Linked DNA regions of Sus scrofa: regions 1, 2, 4 and 5 are each linked to region 3. A link is a contact called in public Hi-C, HiChIP or PLAC-seq and promoter capture Hi-C data. All regions are on one chromosome and are shown on one strand. The core of a region is the stretch at or near the end of the contact, and the rest is flanking DNA. Distances in the headings are between cores, read along the strand shown. Region 1 holds the start of N4BP1 (NEDD4-binding protein 1). Region 2 has its middle 18 kb from the start of N4BP1. Region 3 overlaps LONP2 (lon protease homolog 2, peroxisomal). Region 4 overlaps N4BP1 (NEDD4-binding protein 1). Region 5 overlaps N4BP1 (NEDD4-binding protein 1).

What was found. Promoter capture Hi-C pulls out the DNA fragments that hold promoters and counts their contacts. Hi-C and Micro-C count contacts between places; a contact is called where the count stands out from the background. HiChIP or PLAC-seq counts read pairs in DNA pulled down with a chosen protein or histone mark.
Region 1: a promoter capture Hi-C map of fetal liver shows a contact between it and region 3, with 4 times the contacts expected there. The contact joins the promoter of N4BP1 here to the enhancer-like site in region 3. A contact is called at or near these places in 4 of 5 promoter capture datasets (fetal liver, fetal skeletal muscle and liver), 17 of 47 Hi-C or Micro-C datasets (brain, embryonic fibroblasts, epiblast stem cells and 9 more) and 2 of 2 datasets of contacts at active chromatin or transcription factors (alveolar macrophages and skeletal muscle).
Region 2: a contact with region 3 is called in a Hi-C map of fetal skeletal muscle, with 4 times the contacts expected there. The contact joins two enhancer-like sites. A contact is called at or near these places in 19 of 47 Hi-C or Micro-C datasets (alveolar macrophages, blood, brain and 11 more) and 2 of 2 datasets of contacts at active chromatin or transcription factors (alveolar macrophages and skeletal muscle).
Region 4: an H3K27ac HiChIP or PLAC-seq map of alveolar macrophages shows a contact between it and region 3. The contact joins two enhancer-like sites. A contact is called at or near these places in 5 of 47 Hi-C or Micro-C datasets (embryonic fibroblasts, fetal heart ventricle, omental adipose tissue and 2 more) and 2 of 2 datasets of contacts at active chromatin or transcription factors (alveolar macrophages and skeletal muscle).
Region 5: a contact with region 3 is called in an H3K27ac HiChIP or PLAC-seq map of skeletal muscle. The contact joins two enhancer-like sites. A contact is called at or near these places in 16 of 47 Hi-C or Micro-C datasets (alveolar macrophages, brain, embryonic fibroblasts and 10 more) and 2 of 2 datasets of contacts at active chromatin or transcription factors (alveolar macrophages and skeletal muscle).

The regions. Positions count from the first base shown.
Region 1 is chr6:36,120,822-36,124,616 of Sscrofa11.1, reverse strand. It overlaps N4BP1 (NEDD4-binding protein 1), which reads right to left and starts at 2,428. Exons shown (of 7, transcript XM_003126990.5): 1 at 2,139-2,428. The coding sequence starts at 2,336.
Region 2 is chr6:36,102,271-36,106,310 of Sscrofa11.1, reverse strand. No RefSeq gene overlaps it. Among named protein-coding and RNA genes, the nearest start is that of N4BP1, 18 kb to the left of the region's middle. Within about 2 kb of position 2,735, at least 21 of the 83 cell types and tissues checked have an H3K27ac peak or open chromatin away from gene starts, as enhancers often do. A contact at or near this core is called in alveolar macrophages, fetal skeletal muscle and skeletal muscle, where this site is marked.
Region 3 is chr6:36,432,968-36,436,998 of Sscrofa11.1, reverse strand. The region is part of intron 7 of LONP2 (lon protease homolog 2, peroxisomal); the gene reads left to right. Among named protein-coding and RNA genes, the nearest start is that of ABCC11, 27 kb to the left of the region's middle. Within about 2 kb of position 1,473, at least 40 of the 83 cell types and tissues checked have an H3K27ac peak or open chromatin away from gene starts, as enhancers often do. A contact at or near this core is called in alveolar macrophages, brain, fetal liver and 7 more, where this site is marked.
Region 4 is chr6:36,151,528-36,155,824 of Sscrofa11.1, reverse strand. N4BP1 (NEDD4-binding protein 1) reads right to left here. Exons shown (of 7, transcript XM_003126990.5): 2 at 1-1,079. Among named protein-coding and RNA genes, the nearest start is that of N4BP1, 31 kb to the right of the region's middle. Within about 2 kb of position 2,109, at least 5 of the 83 cell types and tissues checked have an H3K27ac peak or open chromatin away from gene starts, as enhancers often do. A contact at or near this core is called in alveolar macrophages and skeletal muscle, where this site is marked.
Region 5 is chr6:36,172,977-36,177,222 of Sscrofa11.1, reverse strand. It overlaps N4BP1 (NEDD4-binding protein 1), which reads right to left. Exons shown (of 7, transcript XM_003126990.5): 7 at 1-4,001. The coding sequence ends at 3,644. Among named protein-coding and RNA genes, the nearest start is that of N4BP1, 53 kb to the right of the region's middle. Within about 2 kb of position 2,947, at least 16 of the 83 cell types and tissues checked have an H3K27ac peak or open chromatin away from gene starts, as enhancers often do. A contact at or near this core is called in alveolar macrophages, omental adipose tissue, retroperitoneal adipose tissue and 1 more, where this site is marked.

The sequences.
Region 1 (3,795 bases), core at 1,179-3,678, 310 kb after region 3:
TTTAAAAAATTCTTTACTCTAAATCTTCCTTCCCCAAACCTTCTCCTTCTCCACAGCTTAACTGCAGATGCTGAAGTTTGTTTTCCTGTCCTTAATTTTTAAAAACCAAGTTAATATTCTCTTCCTCAAAAGAATGCAAAACAAACTCCATAATGAATTACCAAGAACAAAAAGCCCCTTGAGTATGGCATTCAACTCTTACCCAGGAATCTCAAGAGGGGAAAAAAAAAAAAAAGAATTTCTTACAAATGGGAGAGTTGGATAATGAGTAACACGTATAACAAAGATAAATAGGCAGGTGACACATGCTACTGAGATACTGTAAGACACACCTTTTCCAATTAGCTTATGTTGGACTGCACAACAGAAACAGGCACGAGCACTGGAGTTGGGAGGTCCGGCAGGGTTTTTCTGTAGAGCAAAAAAAAAAGAAAGAAAGAAAGAAAAAGAAGCACTTTCCATGCTTGTGGTCAGCCTCGAGTAATGCTGAACTGGGAGCAGGCAGAGGACACAGTAAAAGCAGTGAGGCTAGTGAGACTACAATGGAGGTTTAAGCTGAGAGCTGTTAACGCAGAGAATTGGGAAATTAAAGTGGGGTTGGACTAATAAGGGTTTTGTAAATCAGAGAAGTCTGGAGTGAATAAGACAGACAACAGGAGGCTCGAGGCGATTCCGGGACAGGAGAATGACTTTTTGTGGAAAAATTAGTCTAATGCAAGTTGTGCTAGGGAGAGAAGAAGGGGTGAAGTGAAGACAATAAAGGGAGGGCACAGACCAAGAAAGAAGGTTTTAACTGCTACAAAAGTGATGGAAAAGAAAGGAAGGAATACACCTAAGAGACTTTTAGAAGCCACAATAGGACTTAGACATGTCAAATTTTTTCGCCTTCAGGAGTGGGAGAAATTGAGTGGCTGGGGTGAAAACAAGGAGGGAGACCAGTTGTCGGAAATCAGATCATTGGTTTCAAAAAATCAGGAACAGGAAAGCTAACTTGACTCAACATCTGCAGTGCTTTAAATCAAGCTGTGGAGAAGAATCAGGCTATTACGTTTCCTAATTCCTCTAAACATATTAAAAGCAAGCATTCAGGGTTCTTAATCTAAGAAAGCCAGAAGTTACAGCTAATCAGATCCTTCCAGGACACTGTGAAATTTCCCTCCCTCAGAGGGGTCATCATTTGGGAGATGGGTATTAAGGACAAGCACCACCCCAGTCTGAATCCTGACTCTCCCACTTACTCAATGGGAAAACCTGGAGGAACCTGGCTCCCCAGAAGTCTTGCTGTCTTTTGGCTTGAGGAAGGAAGGGAATAGCTGAAGGTGTCCAAAAGAGGTATAAGTCTGAAATGCTGATTTAGAGAGAGGGTGAGTCACCTCTTCGAAAGTTTCAGTTTCCCCAGCTGTTTAAGACAGGAAGACAACAAAAATCTACCTCACTGGATTTTTTAAGGAATCCTTCTGCAGTACTTAACGTCTGAGGTGCTATAACCATTCAATAAATGTTAGTTGTACGTAAAATCGATACAGGGAACAAAGCTATTCTAAACACTGTTATAAACATCCCTCTCTTCTTGATGTTCTGAGGAACGTACTACCAACATGGTTTTGCTCACTCTTTCAAAAGGGGTCTGACACCCCCCCCAAAGGTTCAGAACCCCTTTGAACCTTCCCAGAGGAGACCTGGGAAGAGAAAAGCGGCTGAGGTGGTGGGCCAGAAAGCTGCGGGCCCAGCCATCAGGTCCTGCGCACCAGCCCGAGGGCTAGGGGGGAAAGACAACAACAGGCAACATTCTTAGCTCGTTCACTCCTTGCCAGTCACTGTGCACCGCGCTTTACACAATCACCTAATCGAATCCTCGCGAAAGCCCTTCAAGTCAAGTGCTGTCGTCAGCGCCACTCTACAAACAGGGAAACTGAGGCGCCGAGGATAAAACCGCTAACCCAAGGTCACATGGCTCGAGAGCCGAGGCTCGGGAGATTGCACTCCCACCATCGCGCGTCGCGGAGTCCGCGCATGAAGGGCAAGAAGGAAAGGGTGTGTGGGGGTGCCCAGGGACCCCGACCGACGGAAAGCTGCGCGCGCGCGCGCTGGGGCCGGGCCGGGGAAGGCGATCGCGCGGGGGCGGCGGCCGCACTCACCTTGGCGCTGTGCACCGCCTCCTGCGCCCCGAGGAGCTGCAGCCAGATGCGCGCGGGCAGAGGTTCCTCGGCCCCGAGCGCGCCGAGCACCGCCAGGCTCACGCCGAACAGGCCCTCGATGCGGCCGCGGCTCCGCTCCAGCAGCGCCGCCTTCTCGGCTGGCGCCGTAAATTCGTCCAGCACCGCCCGGGCCGCCATGGCGGGCGCGGCCTCCCGCGGCGGCGCCGGGGGCCGGCGGCGGCGACGCCCCCTCAGCGTGCTGCCGCTACACTCGAGCCGGTCAGTCGGCGTCGGCCCTCCCGGCCGCCTCGCCTCGGCCCGCGCCCCGCCGCCTGCCCGGAGGCCCGGCTACACCATCCCCGCGCGGCCGCCACAGCTGGGCAACTGCGGGGAAATAGCCCCTGCGCCGCTGCCGTCGCCGCTGCCGCCGCCGCCGCCGCCGCCGCGGGCCGGGCCCCGCAGCCGCGCCTGCGCACCGCCCGCCGCCGTCATTGAGAATCGCCGCCCCCGAGGGGCTGGGGCTGGAGTGTAGGCGACGGAGGCGACGTCACGCGCAGTCGCCATGCTTGTTTAGGGCAGAACGAAGGCAGGAACCTGGGCTGTCTTTGGTGAGGGTGCGACGCTTTGGGCGACCTGGTGGATGGTGAATTTCTGGATTTACAGTTGAGGTGGAGGCTCCGAGCCAGTAGGCGGGACGGAGCCGGTGTCACACAAGGGATCTGGCTTTTCTTCAGACATCTTGCAGCCCAATCTAGGGCTCTAACAGATTGAGTTATCGGCTTCTCAGTAATTGACCGATGGTTTTTCTCTCTTCCTCCTTCCTTCTCTCCCTCCCCCACCCTCCTGTCTCCCTGCCTGTCCTTTGCTTCCCTCTTTCCATTACTTTACTTTGTTCTTAAATAAAAATGTTGACGGGAAGAGAAGAAAATGGGAGTAATGTGTATGGTGATTTGAAAAGCAAAGAAATAATTAGGGAAAATTCAGAAGAGTGGTTTCTTCTGAGTGGGGAGGAGGAGAATGTGACATAGAAGTACCAGAAGTGGGGGATTAGGGGCTCTTCCATGATGTCAGTGGGGGTTTGGGAAAGTATACCCTAAGCCCTCTCCAGGTCCGTTTTCCCATCTGTAAATTCAACAGTTGCTCTTAGTTATCTCCAAAGTCTTTCCAGGTTTTTCATTCTCTGAGTCCATGGAAACAGGTTGTGGAAGATAAAGTGGTTTCCTTTGGGCTAAATGTTGGATAATTAGATACCATGATAATTAGGAACCATGAACGTACTTGTCTATGTTATACTGTCTCGTCTGTCAATGTAGATAACAATAGTACTTCCTATTATTGTGAAAATTAATATATAGTACCTGGACACGGTAAGTGAGCACCAAGTAGTAGCTGTTATTACTAAATTAGCCATATACTAAAGGCTTCATTTTCACAGAAAAGTTTTGTATGGATTATGCAGCCATACTGACCATGTGAGCCTGGGGGTCCCCTCCCTCTGTATAGATTCCCCCTTGAGGAGAAAGAAGGGGATCTAAAGATGTGGCAGTTGGAAAGGCCAAGGGGGAATGGTTTTGGTAAGAGGGAATACCCGAGGTAAAACCTCAAGGATCCGGGCTGCTGGGGTTTTCCATTTGCCTCAGAAGTTCAGGCAGGTGTG
Region 2 (4,040 bases), core at 1,486-3,985, 330 kb after region 3:
AGTGAAGGCGAAGCGCCTGGAGACCCTTCCTCCTTCCTTTCTACTGCTTAGCTGTTTTGGCTGTGGGGCCGTGTCCTGATGTTTTTGTTTCTCCTCCATAAAACAGGGACAGTGGTGCTGATTGCATGGGGCTGTCCTGAGGGCTCAGTGAATCAGCACTCATAAGGAGCTGACACATCACCAACACTCAGGGCGTGTATGCTGCTTCCATCAGCCAGGCCATGGAGTTGGTCTTTTAGGCTCTTGGTACTCAGAGTAGGATGCGTGGACCAGCAGCCTGGGCATCACCTGAGAGCTTGTTAGAAATGCAGAATCCCAGGCCTCCCCCAGACCAGCTGAATCAGAATCTGCCTTCAGAATCCCCAGGTCATTTGCATGTGTGTTAAAATGCCTGAGAGCTCTGCTCTATGGCAATAACTTTCTTTTTTTATTTATTTTTATTTATTTATTTTTGCTTTTTAGGGCGGCACCTGTGGCATAGGGAATTTCCCAGGCTAGGGGGTCGAATCGGAGCTACAGCTGCTGGCCTACATCACAGCTCACCCTGCACCACAGCTCCTGGTAATACTGCATCCCCAACCACTGAGCAAGGCGGGGGATCCAACCCGCATCCTCATGGATACTAGCCGGATTCGTTTCCACTGTGCCACAACAGGAACTCTGACTTTCTTTCTTTTTTTTTTTTTTTTTTAATAAATTATAGTTAATTTACAATGTCGTGTCAATTTCTGCTGTACAGCAAAGGGATCCAGTCTTACACATATATGTATATATATACATTCTTTCTCTCATATTATCTTTCATTATGTTCTATCATAAGAGACTGGATCTAGTTCACTGTGCTGTACAATTAGAGCTCACTGCTTATCCATTTTAAATGGATAAGTTTGCATCTGCTAACCCCAAACTCCCAGTCCATCCCACTCCATCCTCCTCCCCTTTGGCAACCACAAGTCTGTTCTCCAAGCCTGTGAGTCGGTTTCTGGTCTGTAGATAGGCTCATTTGTGTATGGCAGTGACTTTCAATCACTCTTCTCCATCAGACTCCCAGGCCTGACTCCTGACCTTCCCACCGAGGTGCGAGGGATGAAGCCAGACAAGCCAGTTTTACCGGTTCCTTCAGCCTCTTCTGAAGCTTGGAGACCAGCCAGGCTTGGGAATCCAGCTGTAAGAGCCGGCAAAGATGAATCAGTGAAACAGGTTCTGCACTTTTGATGTGACAGGGCTTGGCTGGAGCGCCCAGACTTTTTATCTTTTTCTAGGTCTGCCTTTCGTCCTTACCCACCCTGGCCTCTTGAGCAATGACGCTTTGGAGACTCGGGAAGGAAGGGAGGCCAGAGCCAAGAGTGCCACCCTGTGGCAGGAGCCTGGCATTACAGTCCAAAACGCCCCCCAGAGTAGGGACTGAGCGATTTCTGTCTGGGATTATAGGATAGTGACAGCTATATATTATTGAGCCTTTCCAATCCATCTGACACTGTGCCAGGTCCTCCTCATGGATTAGTTTATTTGAAACGCACAACAAGAGTATAAAGTAGGTGCTTTTGTTTCCCCCATGTTGCAGGGGAGCAGAGATGGATAGGGATGAAGGGATTTGCTTAGGGTGGCTGGGAGGTGAAAGCTGGAGCTGGGAGGGAACTCAGGGCAGCCTGGCTCCAAAGCCAGCAATTCTAACAGTTCTGATATATATTCTGATATATTTCCTCTGTGGCAAGAGAAGGCAGCCTTTCTGATGTAGACTGGCAATTTTATTTTATTTTATTATTTTTTTTCACTTTAAAAATTTTTTTTTGGGGGGGGCGCACCCATGGCATATAGAAGTTCCCAGTCTAGGTGTTGAATCAAAGCTACAGCTGCCAGCCTACGCCACAGCCGCAGCAACTTGGGATCCACGTCTCATCTGTGACCTATACCACGGCTCATGACAAAGCCAGATCCCCAACCCACTAAGCAAGGCCAGGGATCCAACCCGCAACCCCATGGTTCCTAGTCGGATTTGTTTCTGCTGTGCCACAGCAGAAACTCCCGTAGACTGGCAATTTTAGACTATTTCCGGACCAATGCTATTTTATTGACTAGAGCCAGGCAATGAGTGCTGGGCCAGGAGTCAGAGACAAAAGGTCTGGCAAAAGAGCCCCTCTCTCCTAACCAGGGACTCAGAAGTCACTCACCTAATCTTTCTGAGCATGTAGGAGAGGGGCAGGGGATACTATTTGAGCTGTTAATCTTACAGCATCTTTGTAGGATCCAGGGAAGCCATTGGGAAACACAAAAATGGATTTAAAATTGCATGGCAGTGGGAAAGGCTAGGGGGTATCTGATATTCTTGCGGGAATAAAAGGTTAAAAATATGTAATTTTCCCTAGCACCTCAAAGCAACTGCCTCAGTCTGAACAGATATGATTATGCTGGGTTAACAATAAACCGTGACATCTCAGCAGCTGAAAGAACACACAATCTTTCTCATCAATGCTACAGGTCCACTACAGGTCAGCCAGGGCTCTGCTCAGCTTAATTACTCAGGGGCCCCAGCCGACAGAGGCTGCCTCTCAACAAATGATCCTAAGACCCTGCAGGCAGTGAAGAGCCTGGGGACCACAGATCTCTGCTTCTGCACAGCCGTGACATGTGACACTCACATTTCATGGGCCAAAGCAGGTGGCGAGACTGTGCATGAGCTCAAGTGGATGGGGGAGGTGCAGCCCTGCCATGTGTTCCAAAGACCGCTGAATGTTTGTGATGAGTAATTTCCTTCTTTCCTCCCTGCTTCTCTTCCTGCCTGCCTGCCCCTTCTCATTCACTGAGTGCCTGCTATGCATAGATGCTGTGATTCAAGCTAGGATTATAGGATAAGACAAAATTCCCGTCCTCAAGGCACACACAATCTCAGGGTGAAGTTAGACCTCTGACACAGGGAGTCCCCATTGTGGCTCAGTGGAAACAAATCTGACTAGTATCCATGAGGACACAGGTGCAATCCCTGGCCTCGCTCAGTGGGTTAAGGATCTGGCATTGCCATGAGCTGTGGGGTAGGCCAGCGGCTGCACCTCTGATTTGACCCCTAGCCTGGGAACCTCCATATGCTTTGGGTGCAGCCCTAAAAAGATAAAAAAAAAAAGTCAGACACAGGAAGCATGGGGAGATCTGTGAGCCCTGAGAAGGGGCAGCCCACTCAGCCAGAGGAGCAGTTAGGGAAGGCTTCCTGGAAGAGGTGGTATTCAAGTCCTCAAGGACAAGCCAGAGAAAAACTGATGAAAGAGGCAGAGGAGAGCTTTTTTGGCAGAGAGGGCAGATGATATAAAGGTATGCAGGAGAGCTTTTTGGCTGCAGTGAAAAATTCTGTAGTCTGGAGTAGGATGGAGGTAGATGAGAGAAAGAGGCATGGTGGGAGCTGGGGCCCAGCTGCATAGGCTGGTGGACGATTTTAGAGTCTGGATTTAGCCTGAGGCAGTGGGGCCATAGAAAGATTTCGAGCAGGGCAGCGACCCCTACTCTGTGGGTTAGGAGGGGCGAGAGCTGGTGGCAGAAAGAGTTAAGAAGCTATTGTGGAGTTCCCGTCGTGGCTCAGTGGTTAACGAATCCGACTAGGAACCATGGGGTTGCGGGTTTGGTCCCTGGCCTTGCTCAGTGGGTTAAGGATCTGGCGTTGCCATGAGCTGTGGTGTAGGTTGCAGACTTGGCTCAGATCCCACGTTGCTGTGGCTCTGGTGTAGGCTAGTGGCTACAGCTCCGATTCGACCCCTAGCCTGGGAATCTCCATATGCCGTGGAAGCGGCTCAAGAAAAGGCAAAAAGACAAAAAGGAAAAAAAAAAAAAAGAAGCTATTGTAATAGCTGGGGGGAGAGGATGGAGAATCACCCTCGGGCAGAGTCTGGGAGAGGAGGATGCCCAGGTCTGACAGGAGGTGCCCAGGGCCAGGCTACAGGACTTTTTTTTTTTTTTAATTAAAAAAATTAAAAAAAAATTTTATGGCAGCATAGAAGTGGAAGTTTTTCCTGCAGCAGATGGAAATTCCAGGCCAGGAATTGAATCCGAGCCTC
Region 3 (4,031 bases), core at 224-2,723:
TGTGTGTTTGTGTTTGTCTTTTTAGGGCTGTACCCGTGGCATATGAAGGTTCCCAGGCTAGGGGTCCAATTGGAGCTGTAGCCACTGGCCTATGCAAGAGCCACAGCAACACGGGATCCGAGCCACGTCTGCAATCTACACCACAGCTCATGGCAACGCCGGATCCTTAATCCACTGAGCGAGGCCAGGGATTGAACACGCATCCTCGTGGATGCTAGTCGGGTTTGTTAACCACTGGGAACTCCGACAGATTTCTGTTTTAAATCTTCACTGAAATTGATATAAAATTTGTTCACTTTTTTCAAGTGAGTATACCTTTGTGTATGTGGCTGTCATTAAGAGAACTGAATCTAAAGAAGATAAAAATTTCTTCTTTTTTTTTTTTTTCCTTTTTATGGCCACACCTATGGCATATGGAAGTTCCCTGGCAAGGAGTCAAATGGGAGCTACAGCTACAGCAATGCCAGATCTGAGCCACATCTGTGACCTACACTGTAGCAATGCTGGATCCTAAACCCACGGAGCAGAGCCAGGGATTGATCGCACATCCTCATGGATACAACATCAGGTCCTTAACCCACTGAGCCATAATGGAAACTCCAAGAATTTCTTTTCTTTTTTTTTTTTTTTTCTTTTTTTTTTCCTTTTTAGAGCTGTACCTGAGGCACGTGGAGGTTCCCAGGCTAGGAGTCGAATTGGAGCTACAGCTGCCAGCTTATGCCACAGCCACACTTGGGACCTAAACCATGTCTGTGACCTACACCACAGCTCACAGAAACTCCGGATCCCTAACCCACTGAGCAAGGCCAGGGATCGGATCCATATCCTCATGGATCCTAGTTGGGTTCCTTAACTGCTGAGCCAGGAAGGGAACTCCAAGAATTTATTTTCTTTATTGAGTCTTTTGTGAAGGGAGCTTTTGTATGTGTAAGTATAAGGTTTTTAGAAATGTATGGTGCATATTGAGGTTATAATCATTGCCAAATAAAAAGTATGTGAATTTGTCTTTTGAGTCATTCTGAAAGCCTGATTTCCGATACACCTTGCTGGTAAGTAAGTACTCCCTAGCCGTCACTGTACCAGACGTTTCATTAAACACTCCAACAACCTGCCCTTGTGCTGTTGGGGTCTTACTCCCCACCCACCCTCTCAATTATCAAAGCCTGGAGAAAATTACGTGAAAACCGGTTTGGAAGCAGGTAGAGAGGGGGCTGTGGTTAACTAGAGGGATGGAGGGATTGGGAGCAGACTGTGCGCCTGTGTCAGAGGTAGGGGTCGAGGAGGCGACTGGAGGGGAGAAAGAACAGTAGAGGATTAGAGCATGACCAGGGGTGGGGTGTGCAGGAACAAGTGGTTCCATGTGACAGTTGAGGCATTTTGGGAACACCCAGGTCATGGCATTTAAGTACTGGTCACATGCTCACAAGCAGAGTTCAGGCGAAGTTTTGTTTTTGCTCAGCCTGAGTAGGCAGCACTGTTCTGCAGCCTTAAAATAGCCAGGGGAAAACAGAGCTGCTTTCTGTTGTCTGTCCTGCTTATTCTCTCGATCCTGTTGTTGACTTTCCCTTTTTGCCCTGCATGGAGCTCCAGCCTTTTGGTAGAAGTACCTGTTTATGTGAAGGAAGATGCTAATACATTCGGAATTGATTTTAAAATCAACCTAAGACATGTCTTTCAGCGTGAAAGTGATCACGAGGCGGGAGATGGGGAAGAAAAAGAAAGACTCGCTTTACGTTTAAATCTGAAACTGGGAACATTATAGGGATCCGACTAAACATTGGCCCATTGTTTTGGTTGATATTATTTTGAGTGGATTAAAGGAAGAATAGTCATATTTATGCTGCATATTAACTAATGCATTTTTTCCAGTCTTAGCCTTTCTCATTTCTCATTATCTCCGTTGGGACTTTTCTAACTACCTTATAAGCCACAGAATGTCTGTTCTCATCTGTCAGTTTTTATGACTTACATTTTTATTTTTAAATCAGTTCATAGGCAGTAAGTATAAAGTGACTTCTTTTAGAATGAAGTTTTATGAAATCATGTTCATGTAACATTCTTTTCTCCATTAGCTGTTCCTCGGTGAATTATATTACTCTTGTGATAGTTCTCAAGTTATTGGTGACGGTAATTCTTTGGAAGTCGCTTACCAAGTGTTTGTTCAGATGATAAAATTTTATCGCTGCCAGGAATCCTTGGCTCAGTTTTCAAACAGAAGAGAAGAAAAATCAACTTTTGCCTTCTCCATTCTTAAATTTTCGTCTGTAACCCGAAATGGCCATGCTTTAAATATTAAATTAGCTCTTTCATTCTTAATCTCTACAAGGGAAAAATAACTGAAGCAGCACGCTTTTAATATATATTTAGCCTAGTGTGCCAGACACATTGCAGTGTGCTCACTAGCCTCCTTATAACCTGTATTTGCATACAGCGCCTCTCTGCCTCTAAACCTTACCGGTTTCTCTTGAGGCCCCAACGCAAGGCTTCCTCCTTTAAGATAAGTGCAGTCGGCTGTGCCCTGCTCTCCTCTGCACTGACCACTTACTGTCTGTTGTGCTCTTTGAATGACTAAATAATACAGGCCTCTGGCATTGCTAATACATACCTGGAGAGAGAAAGTGTAAACATATGAAGCAGGAGCTCTGTAGGATAGGGGTTTTCCCACACCTTCTGCTCCTTTGTGTCACCCGGTGCTGTCGCCACCGCACCAGACATGGCCGAGTAGTAAGTGATCCCTAAGTGCTGTGTGCATTCAGGTCAGATTAAAATGTGATTACGTGTTGGAAGTCATGCAGTCCTTTAGATGAGTGCGTCCAAACAAGTGACTGTCTAAGAAGATTTAGGACTGACTGCTGTAAGAACAATTTGATTTGTTTAGACATGCTGTATTAAAGACTATTTTTAGTTCCTTAAAGACTGTTTTTCTTTTTTAAAAAGAGATCATGAGGATCTCTTTCAGGTTTATTATTTTCTCCAGTTTGAGACGGGTGTGTTTCCCCTTGGAAGAAAATCTGGAAAAGGAAAAAAATTGTCATGTTTTTCTCCCATACAAATGTAATCACTTTTAATATTTTATTCCTGGCCAGACTTTTCATTGGGCACCTTTTGCCCCCACCGTCTTAAAAAAAAAAAAAAAAAACAAAAAAACGATGGAATTATAATCCTATCCTTTCCACTTAACATTGTAACAAACTTTTTTTTTTTTTTTTTTGCTTTTTAGGGCTGCCCTTGTGGCATATAGAGGTTCCCAGACTAGGGGTCTAATCGGAGCTATTGCCTCTGGCCTAGTCCACAGCTCACGGCAATGGCGGATCCTTAACCCACTGAGTGAGGTCAGGGATTGAACCTGTGTCCTCATGGATGCTAGTCTGATTTCGTTTCCACTGAATCACGACGGGAATTCCTATAACAAACTTTTTATATTACAAATTGTAAATATAATTTTAATAGCTTGTGTTAAAGCCCATAAGAGCTCCTTAATTGGATGGGCATGGAAAAATTGATGGTAAAATGTTTGTTTTTCTCCCTTCTCTACATAGTGGAAAGGAGGTAAATAAAGACACACCTTATTCCTGACATTTGGATGTTCTTGGCGGCAACAGGCTGACCGGCCTCTTGGGTTACATTAGATTTGAATATATCTAGGGATGGTGCAGAGTAGTAAATAGTTGATGATCATGGAGCTGTAAACAGATGGTGTTGTAATTCTGTGTAGTTGTTTTTTGCAGTATATACAGACTACTTTTTGGAAAATGAAAAATGCTGATCTTGGAACTTAACATTTTGAGCTGTGTAGACACTTTGTTTTTGAGTATCTTATACATTAGTTGAATAGCCCTCATAAACCTGTGTACCACCTGTAACAATTACAACTATGAATCCATTTTTTTTTTTTTTTTTTTTTTTTGTCTTTTTGCCTTTTCTGGGGCTGCTCCCACAGCATATGGAGATTCCCAGGCTAAGGGTCTCATCGGAGCTGTAGCCACCGGCCTACACCACAGCCACAGCAACTCAGGACCCGAGCCGCGTCT
Region 4 (4,297 bases), core at 860-3,359, 280 kb after region 3:
GTGGAATCTGTCGTAAGTTCATTTACGCTGCTACAAACACCTTTATTTTTGGTTTTGTTGGTCTCTGGGTACGTAGTACCAGGTAAAAATTCTCTCTCTTCTTGGAATCTTTTATTTTCTTTCTCAATTTCCTCCAACAGCAATAATGGTTCAGTAGTTGGCCCGTACTCCCTAATGACCTTTTCAACAATTTCTTGAGAATAGCCCATGGTTTTAAAAAAGTTGACGAGGATATTGTATTCCATTTCCTCAGTAGTGTCTTTTACATCTGGATTTAAATTTTCGGCATCAGTAGAAGAATCAGATAGGTCAATGATTACATTTCCAGCTAATGTCTTACCTTCATGTAAAAGCTCTCCCTCTTGAACATTTTCCAGAGAAAATTGTTTCTTGGTATGCCTTTCTTCAGAATCAGAAAATCTCCTTTTGTGACAAACTCTATCTTTGGAAAGCGCCTCTTCATCTGGGGTTAGTCCATTTATTGGAACAAAAAGGACATCTTGTGAGCTAGAAAAGACTGTGTCCATTTGTTTTGTAAGCTCAGTAACGGGAGTCCCAGCTTTGTTTCTTGCATCTTCCTGCAAAACAATTTCATCTCTGGAAATATTCAGCCCTGCGGCAGCACTCTGCGTAAACTCTCTTTGTTTAGAATCTCTAATTTCAACAACATCATTGTCTCCTGTTTCAAATAGATTCTCCTCGCCCTGGGTCAGTGCCAAAAGTTCTTTTTTCAAGGAAGTGGGCAAAATCAACAAGTCCATTGTGTAACTGTCTGCACGAGCTTCAACAAATTGTTTAAATTCCCTTTTTACCTCTGATTCTTTTTGGCTGTTGGGTAGGTTCTCATTATTCTCGAAGAGCTTTACAAACTGCTGAATGTGACTCCGAGCCATGACCACAGCTTCGGCACTTCCTCTGATGCCCAGAAGACCGATGTCGAGAATGCAGAGATCGGCACAGGTGTCCTGAATCAAGCTCTTCAGAAACAGGCTCTGAGCCCCAACAAAAATGCAGTGCATGGCCTTGGGGTAACATTCTCTTTCTTCTAGTTCAGGTTCACAGATTCCTTTAATATATTCCTGCAAAGAGAAGAGAAGAAAAATGAGATCAATTTACCAAAGCTCCTTACAGCACATATATTATGTTACACGTGAGATTACAAATGTCAAGCTGTATAAAAATCCAGAGCATGCTGGGAGTTCCCATGGTGGCTCAGCAGAAACGAATCTGATTAGTATCCATGAGCATGCGGGTTCGATCCCTGGCCTTGCTCAGTGAGTTAAGGATTGGTGTTGCTGTGAGCTGTGGTGTAGGTCGCAGACAGGGCCTGGATCTGGCCTTGCTGTGGCTGTGGTAGAGGTGGTTACAGCTCGGACTCGATCCGTAGCCTGGTAACTTCCATATGCTGTGAGTACAGCCCTAAAAAGATTTAAAAAAAAAAAAAAAAAAGCATGCTAATATCTTTGGGGAAGATACCACATTTTATCTAAAATATTTAAAATAACAAATATAAGTTGCTTAACTGTTTTCAGAGGAACTGAAAACTGTGCATCTAAGTCTAAAAGGCAGGTATTTATATCATTTTTCAATAGTGTATCTTGCCATGTGATCTTAGGGGTCTGCCCAGCTGCACAGTGGTTAATGACAAGACTGGATTTATTTACGTCTATAAACAATAAACATCTTTGCTTGCTACTAGTCACTTTTTAAAACTATGATATAATTAAGAGAGAAGATAATCAAGTCAAATAACTTTTACTCCAGAACAAACCCTGACTTTTGCTTTGCTACTACTGTTTCCAAATAAAACAGACTGATTTAAAAAACAAAACAAAACAATAAATTAACAAAAAACAAAAACAAAACTTTCCAGCTGCCTGGAACAATGTATATGCTATATAATTTTATGTCTATTTACTAAGAAAGACCAGGCTATTTAAATGTAGATCTAAATATAAAGAACCACAAAGTGCAGAGTAGTACTGCCATTCTCAGAGATAAGGCTAGGGTTTCTAGTGAATTGGTATTGAAAGAGGTCTGAACAAGGTAAGAAAGGGAACTGGGTTCTTGAGCAATTCGGTTGCCACTGGAGGCAGAAGTGTGAATCACGTAAACAAGGGGGCACTCACAGTGACCGTGGAACATACTTGCTAATAACTTGAGCACTGCAGTCAGCTCCTAGGCTCAAATTCCAGCCTTACAACTGGTGACCTTGCTCAAGTTACCAAGCCCCTCTGAGCCCAGTTTCTGCAACTGTGAGAGGCTAATGCTATCTTAGGTGTTTTGAGGAAATTCAATGAGAATGTAAAGTTTTGACAACAGTGTCTGACAGGTGTTGACTAAATAATAAAAGCACTGTTACTTAAATTAGCAGTGAAAACTTTTTGGACAGACAGCTGTAAGACATAAGCCTGGCAATACCTGATCTACACTTTCAACCAAAATTAGAATTGCGTTATCCAAAATGGTATTATTTAAAAATTCAACTTGTGTATCACCAGTTACGATGAGGTTTTACAAACTTGGACCTACTAGGTATACTTGCTCTCATAATGGCCACATATCTTCCATGAGAATTTATATACAAGTGTGTACATATTCCTTCTTTACACATTTCGCATTACAAAATTCCTGTGAGGAGGAGTTCCCACTGTGACTCAGTGAGTTAAGAACCTGTTGTCCCAATGAGGATGCAGGTTCAATCCCTGGCCTCACTCAGTGGGTCAAGGATCCGGCACTGCTGTGGCTGTGGCATAGGCCTCAGCTTCAGTTCCAATTCAATCCCTGGCCTGGGAACTTCCATATGCCACAGGTACGGCTGTAAAAAGGAAAAAAAAAAATTCCCAGCAGGAAACGAAACACCAGAAATACAAGGAAAGTGCCAATTTGGAAAAGCTCAACCCAAGCAGTATAATGTCCAGTCATGAGTTCTTTACTTCTTTATGTTCTTTTGGATAAACCTGGAATATTTGTGAGCGTGGTGATAACTGGTGCTGGACAGAGGAGCTTTTTTTTTTTGGCTTTTTAGAGCAGCATCTGTGGCATTATAGAAGTAGAAGTTCTCATGCTAGGGGTCAAATTAGAGTAGCAGCTGCCAGCCTACACCACAGCTCACGGCAACACTGGATCCTTAACCCACTGAGCAAGGCCAGAGTTTGAACCTGAATCTACTAGTCAGATTTGTTTCCATTAAGCCACAATGGGAACTCTGCCTTTTTTGGGTGTCGGGGACAAGTGGGGCATATGGAGGTTCCCAGGCTAGGAGTCAAAGTGGAGCTACATCTGCCTGTCACAGTCACAGCCACGAGGGATCCAAGCTACATTTGTGACCTACACCACAGTTCACGGCAATGCCAGATCCTTGTTCTACCAAGCAATGCCAGGGATCGAACACACATCCTCATGGATACCAGTTGGATTCATTTCCACTGCGCCACAAGGAACTCCCAGTTTTGTTTTTTTTTGTTTTTTTTTAAGAACAGTTTATTAGAGCTACTTTTGTAAGACAGTAATTGTGTTAAACACAAAGTATAGTAATTGACTGTCCTTTATTCCTAGATGTGCAAGCAGAGTGTTAAATACTGACGTGAGCATCCTTTAAGGCCTCCAAATAGACATTTTAACTACCACTTGTTTGAACTTATACTGCATTTAGATTGTGGTTTGAAGCTATTTATTTTTATTCTGAAATAATTATAGGTTCATGAGAAGCTGCAAAGATAACACATAAAGGTTCTGTGTACTTTACCCAGTTTCCTCCAACCATTACAGCATACATTATTATAGTACAAAATCAAAACCAGGACACTGACATGGATGCAGTGGGTGTATGCAGTTCTATGCCATTTTATCACATGTGTAGATTCATGAAAACACAACTTCAATCAAGATACAGAATTAGGGGAGTTCCTGTCGTAGCTCAGTGGAAACAAATTTGACTAGTGTCCATAGGATGTAGGTTCGATCCCTGGCCTCACTCAGTGGGTTAAGGATCCAGCATTGCCATGAGGTACAGTGTAGGCCTGCAGCTGCAGCTCCAATTCAACCCCAAGCCTGGGAACTTCCATACGCCACAAGTGTGGCCCTAAAAAGACAGGGAAAAAAAAAAAAAAAAAAAAAGGATACAAAATTATTCTATCACCACAAAGATTTCCTTCATGCTACCCTTTCATAGTCACATATTTAGTCCACTTCCATGCCTACCATTGGCAATCACAAGGCTGTTTTTGTCTTTATAATTTTGTGACGTCAAAAATGTTACATAACCAGAATTATGCGGTATGAGCCCCTTTTTTTG
Region 5 (4,246 bases), core at 1,698-4,197, 260 kb after region 3:
GGCTGTCCCGGGGCTTCTAGGTAGAGCCAGAAATGCATTCCTAAAGAGGAGGGCTGGAGCTGGGACCAGGAGTCACTGCAAAGGGGACAGCTGGAGTCAGGGAGGCGTGGGGACCCTAAGGGTGAGAGCTTCTCAAACGTGGTCTAGGACCCCCTACATGGGGTTTGCTGAAGCTGCAGATGCCAGCCAGGCTGGACTCCAGAGCTACCGAGTAGTGCCCAGTGACCTGTGGTTCTACTCGGAGCTGCCTTCCCTGCCATGAGCCCCAGAGCTGGTCCAAAGTTTGAGAACCACCTGCCAAACCAGCCTTTAGGTAAAACAAGGAAAAGGAATGAAGACTGTTTAGGAGTGAGGAAATCTTGGAGAAGAGGGAAAGTCAGGTCAGCGATGGCATGCCATGGTCACTGAGTGTGGACGTGGAGATGAAGGAGAGAGGAAAGGCCACCGAATTTGGCCACGAAATCGTCCCTGATGGCTTCTAAACTATGTCCACGTGGTGGGATGGAGGCCCAGCTTGTGGACGAGGAAGTGAGGAGTGGGAGGGGGAGGGAACGCGGTGAGCGGAGATGATGCTTAGAGAAATCAAGTTCTTTTCGTGGCAAGGATCTGAAACACGCGAGGAGTAATGGAGAGGTAGATGATGAAGAAACGGAGCGAGGCAGAGGAACTGAACAAACTACAGTTAGGAGATGAGGGGAGGAGGGCCCAGGGCCACAGGAAGGACGGGTGGGGACACAGAAGGGCTGCTGGTTGCTGCCGGTGGGGGTGGCGGGGTGGGGGTGAAAGTGGGGAGGGAGTCCCAGAAGAAGGCCACGTCTCGGCAGGCTGTGGGAGGCAGGCCAGGCCGAGGCCCATCTCTGGGGCACCCAGGGCCATTTCCCACGGTAGGAGGAGGGGCATGGGACCTGGCGGGGGGTGGGGTCCGTTCAGAGCATCATGGGTTTCTACATGGGGATCACAAGAGCCACAATAAGCCTAAGCAAAAAAAGCGAGACTCTCTCCTCTCACTGAGAGCCAAAGCTGTAACAGGACAACGACACCTGGCGACACAGCCTCGCCTCTCGAAGCCTGTCGGAACAATGCCGACCCCTCGACCAGGATGGCCAAGAGGCCACCTTCCTGTTTTTCTAGCTTGTGGCCTACACGGGCTCAAACACAGGCTACTTGACAGAAAGGTTAAACCAGTCCTTCTTTTGCCTTCAGAGGTGGCAGCCTGAGGCCTGGGAATCACTCAGCATCACCGCCTCCTTACTCTTTAACTCCGGACGAGCTCTCCAGGCACCAGACTTGTCTATTGGACAAGGGGGGGGGGGGTCCTCTGCCCTGACACCCACTTCATAGGAACACTGTGAAATACAGGATGCAGAGCCACCACGCACGGCAGCCTAGAGGAGTTATAAGCAGCACTGCTGCTGACGCCCCCAAAGTGGTAGCTTAGAAATCTACCACGGGAGGTGGACCATCGAAAACTATTTCGTAGCGTCAACACTGAGCTTAGTACTAGGAGGAGTCTGAGAATAGGAATAACTTTGTAAATAATGGTTTGAGAATTGAGTTTTTAAATATTAAATATAACTCAACTTGAGAGACTTTAGAAAGAATTATGAATTTTGTTTCAAGTTATAATTGTCCAAGGTGAGTGAGTAATGCTGTTCTGAACTCTTCACACCTCATCATCTGCATTTCTTCCTTCCTGTACCCAAGAATGAGGAAAGGGGCAGAAAGAGCTCTCAGAAACAATACTAAGACCTTGGAAGTTCACATATGCAAAGGCCAAGTCACTTCTAGATTCCAGAAAACTCCTGACCTCTAGGTATCAGTGGAGGCTCCACCCCCTTCCAGGAAGACCTGCGATGAAGCCCTGGCAACCGAGACACACCCCCTGGGTCCTTCTCTGAAACTGGAGGGCTGGATTGGCAAGGCCACGGGCCCAAACCTTGACCTGGAAGGTCGGAGTCACTGCAGACGGCCCTAGCCCTCAACAGTCTGCTGTCATTTTTAAAAACCACCAGTTGTGAAGCTGAGGCACAGGTGCTGTGACTGAAGTCACTTCCTGGCCAGACTCGAGTCTTCTCACTCCACATCCGAAGCTGGGTGGGTGCCTCGGCCCAACCTGCTCCACAGCTGACAACCAATTTCACGGCATGGTGCAGCTTAAGAGCAGCCAGGAGTAAAGAGAGCTGAAGCACAAGGCTGGCCACCTGCAGGACTCTGGACTCACCCCCCGAGGGGTGTGGGGATCACACATGCCTGGAGGGAGCACTGTGGGGAGCCACCCACATCGCTCATGGCCGACGAAGTCCTCTCACCACGAAGAACAAACCAGCACCAAGGCCTCGGCAGCGTTTCGGGGGCCAGAAGAGAAGTGAGCTACAGGGCAGATGTAAAACTGACCGTGAGCAGCCTGTGGAGGGAACAGGTATAAAATACAAAGCCCTTTGAAGGTCAGGAGAACACTCAAGATGTTAGGAATTAATTTTCCAGAAAAAGAATTTCACTGACACAAAACATTGGGCCACACTGAAAACACAATACTGAGATATCTGTTCTGAGAAAGACTCAGGGGAAAGGCAGCTTAGGAGGACACTAGAGACAAACACAGGAAAAATAAATACGGGGCTCTGGGCCCCCACAGAAGCGACTGATGCTATTTACTGGCTTGGGTCATTTTTGAGAATAGAAAACCTTTTTTTTTTTTCTTTTTTTTTTTTTTTTGGCAAAGCTGCACAAACTTCATATGGGGCATTTCCCATGGTTGTGGACACAAAAGTACTCTCACAATGAGGCTCTTCACTTGACTTCCTCACACCTCACTATTACCTCAGAAGCGAAGACGTGACTTCTAGAGTCCGTCAGGGACAGCAAGCCCTGGACAGGAGTCCGGTCCACAGCTGTGGACTTGGGTGCGTCCAGACGGGGGCACTCTGAGCCCAGCTCCCTCTGCTGCAGGGAGGAGGGAAGAGGGGCTGGACTAGATGGACTCTAGTTTCTTCCAGCCCTGATACTCTATGCGGCCACCTTTGCCCTGGTCACTAATAATGGCTGAGTACAAGGTGCCATCTAGTGGCACCACTGGTCCACTCTCACAAATGGCTCCAACGACAAGACCCCAGAGAAGGCAAGTTAACTCCAAGGGCTCTAATTCCAGGGGTGAGGGTAGAGGAAGCTGGGAGGGATGAGCACGCTGCATGTTAGTGGACGTGACATAGTCATCTCAAGAAAATATACTTTAAGAGGTCTTGCTTTCCCTAAGAAAGCAACTTTTTTTTTTTTTTATTTAGAAAGGCTAATCATATCCATTTGTCAATATTTTCAGCGTTAAGGAAAATAGTTTAAAAAACATAAAAATGTAAGTACACTCAAGAGTAACTGCTATTAAACAGTTCTGAACAGGCAGAAAATGTAGACTTTCCTTTTACAGAAAATGTTAAATCTGTAATAGCAGCATAATTTATATATAGAAAAAAAGCTGGTTTTGAAAACCCAGATTTTTTTTATACACAGAACATCTGTTTTTTTTCTATACACTACAACAGCATTTCCACTGGGAAATTGGTTTCTTCACATTACGTCACTTGCGGCTGTGCCGTGCGGATACCAGCGCGAGTGCGTCCTCAGCCCTGAGCCCCAGCTCCTGACAGCTTCAGTCCAACACCATGGCGGAGAGCGCGTTCAGATCTTTCATGTACGGATGAGCTGCTAAGATCTGGTCGATTTTCAGTCTTTGCTCTGAGTCAGGGAAGATCTTCAGAAGGGCTTCCCTCAGCTCGTTGGTTTCGGCAGCAGATCGCTGTGCTGGCATGGGCAAGTTCTGCTGGATGCTGGACAGGTTCGACAACAGCGGGAAGCGGGGTTGCTGAGGAAGCCAGTGGCTGGGTGGCGTGCCCTGGATCCGGGCCGGAGGCTGATGGCTGGTGCTGCCTGCCTGAGGGCCAGGGACTCTGAAGTTGGGGTCAAATATGCCCACATTTGGCAGGGCGTTGAGCAGGGGCTGCATATCTCTGTGAATGGAAGCAAGTCCTGGTGAGCTGGGTTATAAGTAAGAAATCTGTCTGAAAACACCAGCTGCTGACCTTGAGGCTCAAGGGGCTCCTGCTCCCGGGCCTCTGAAGGCAAGATGTAGGACTGCAGCCACAGCACACCTGGCAGCTGCCCACAGAGGGGCCCGCCGGGATGCCACTGACACCAACTCCAGACTGCTCTTGACAGGGAATGATGGCTCTTCACGAGCAACTCCACCTCCCTG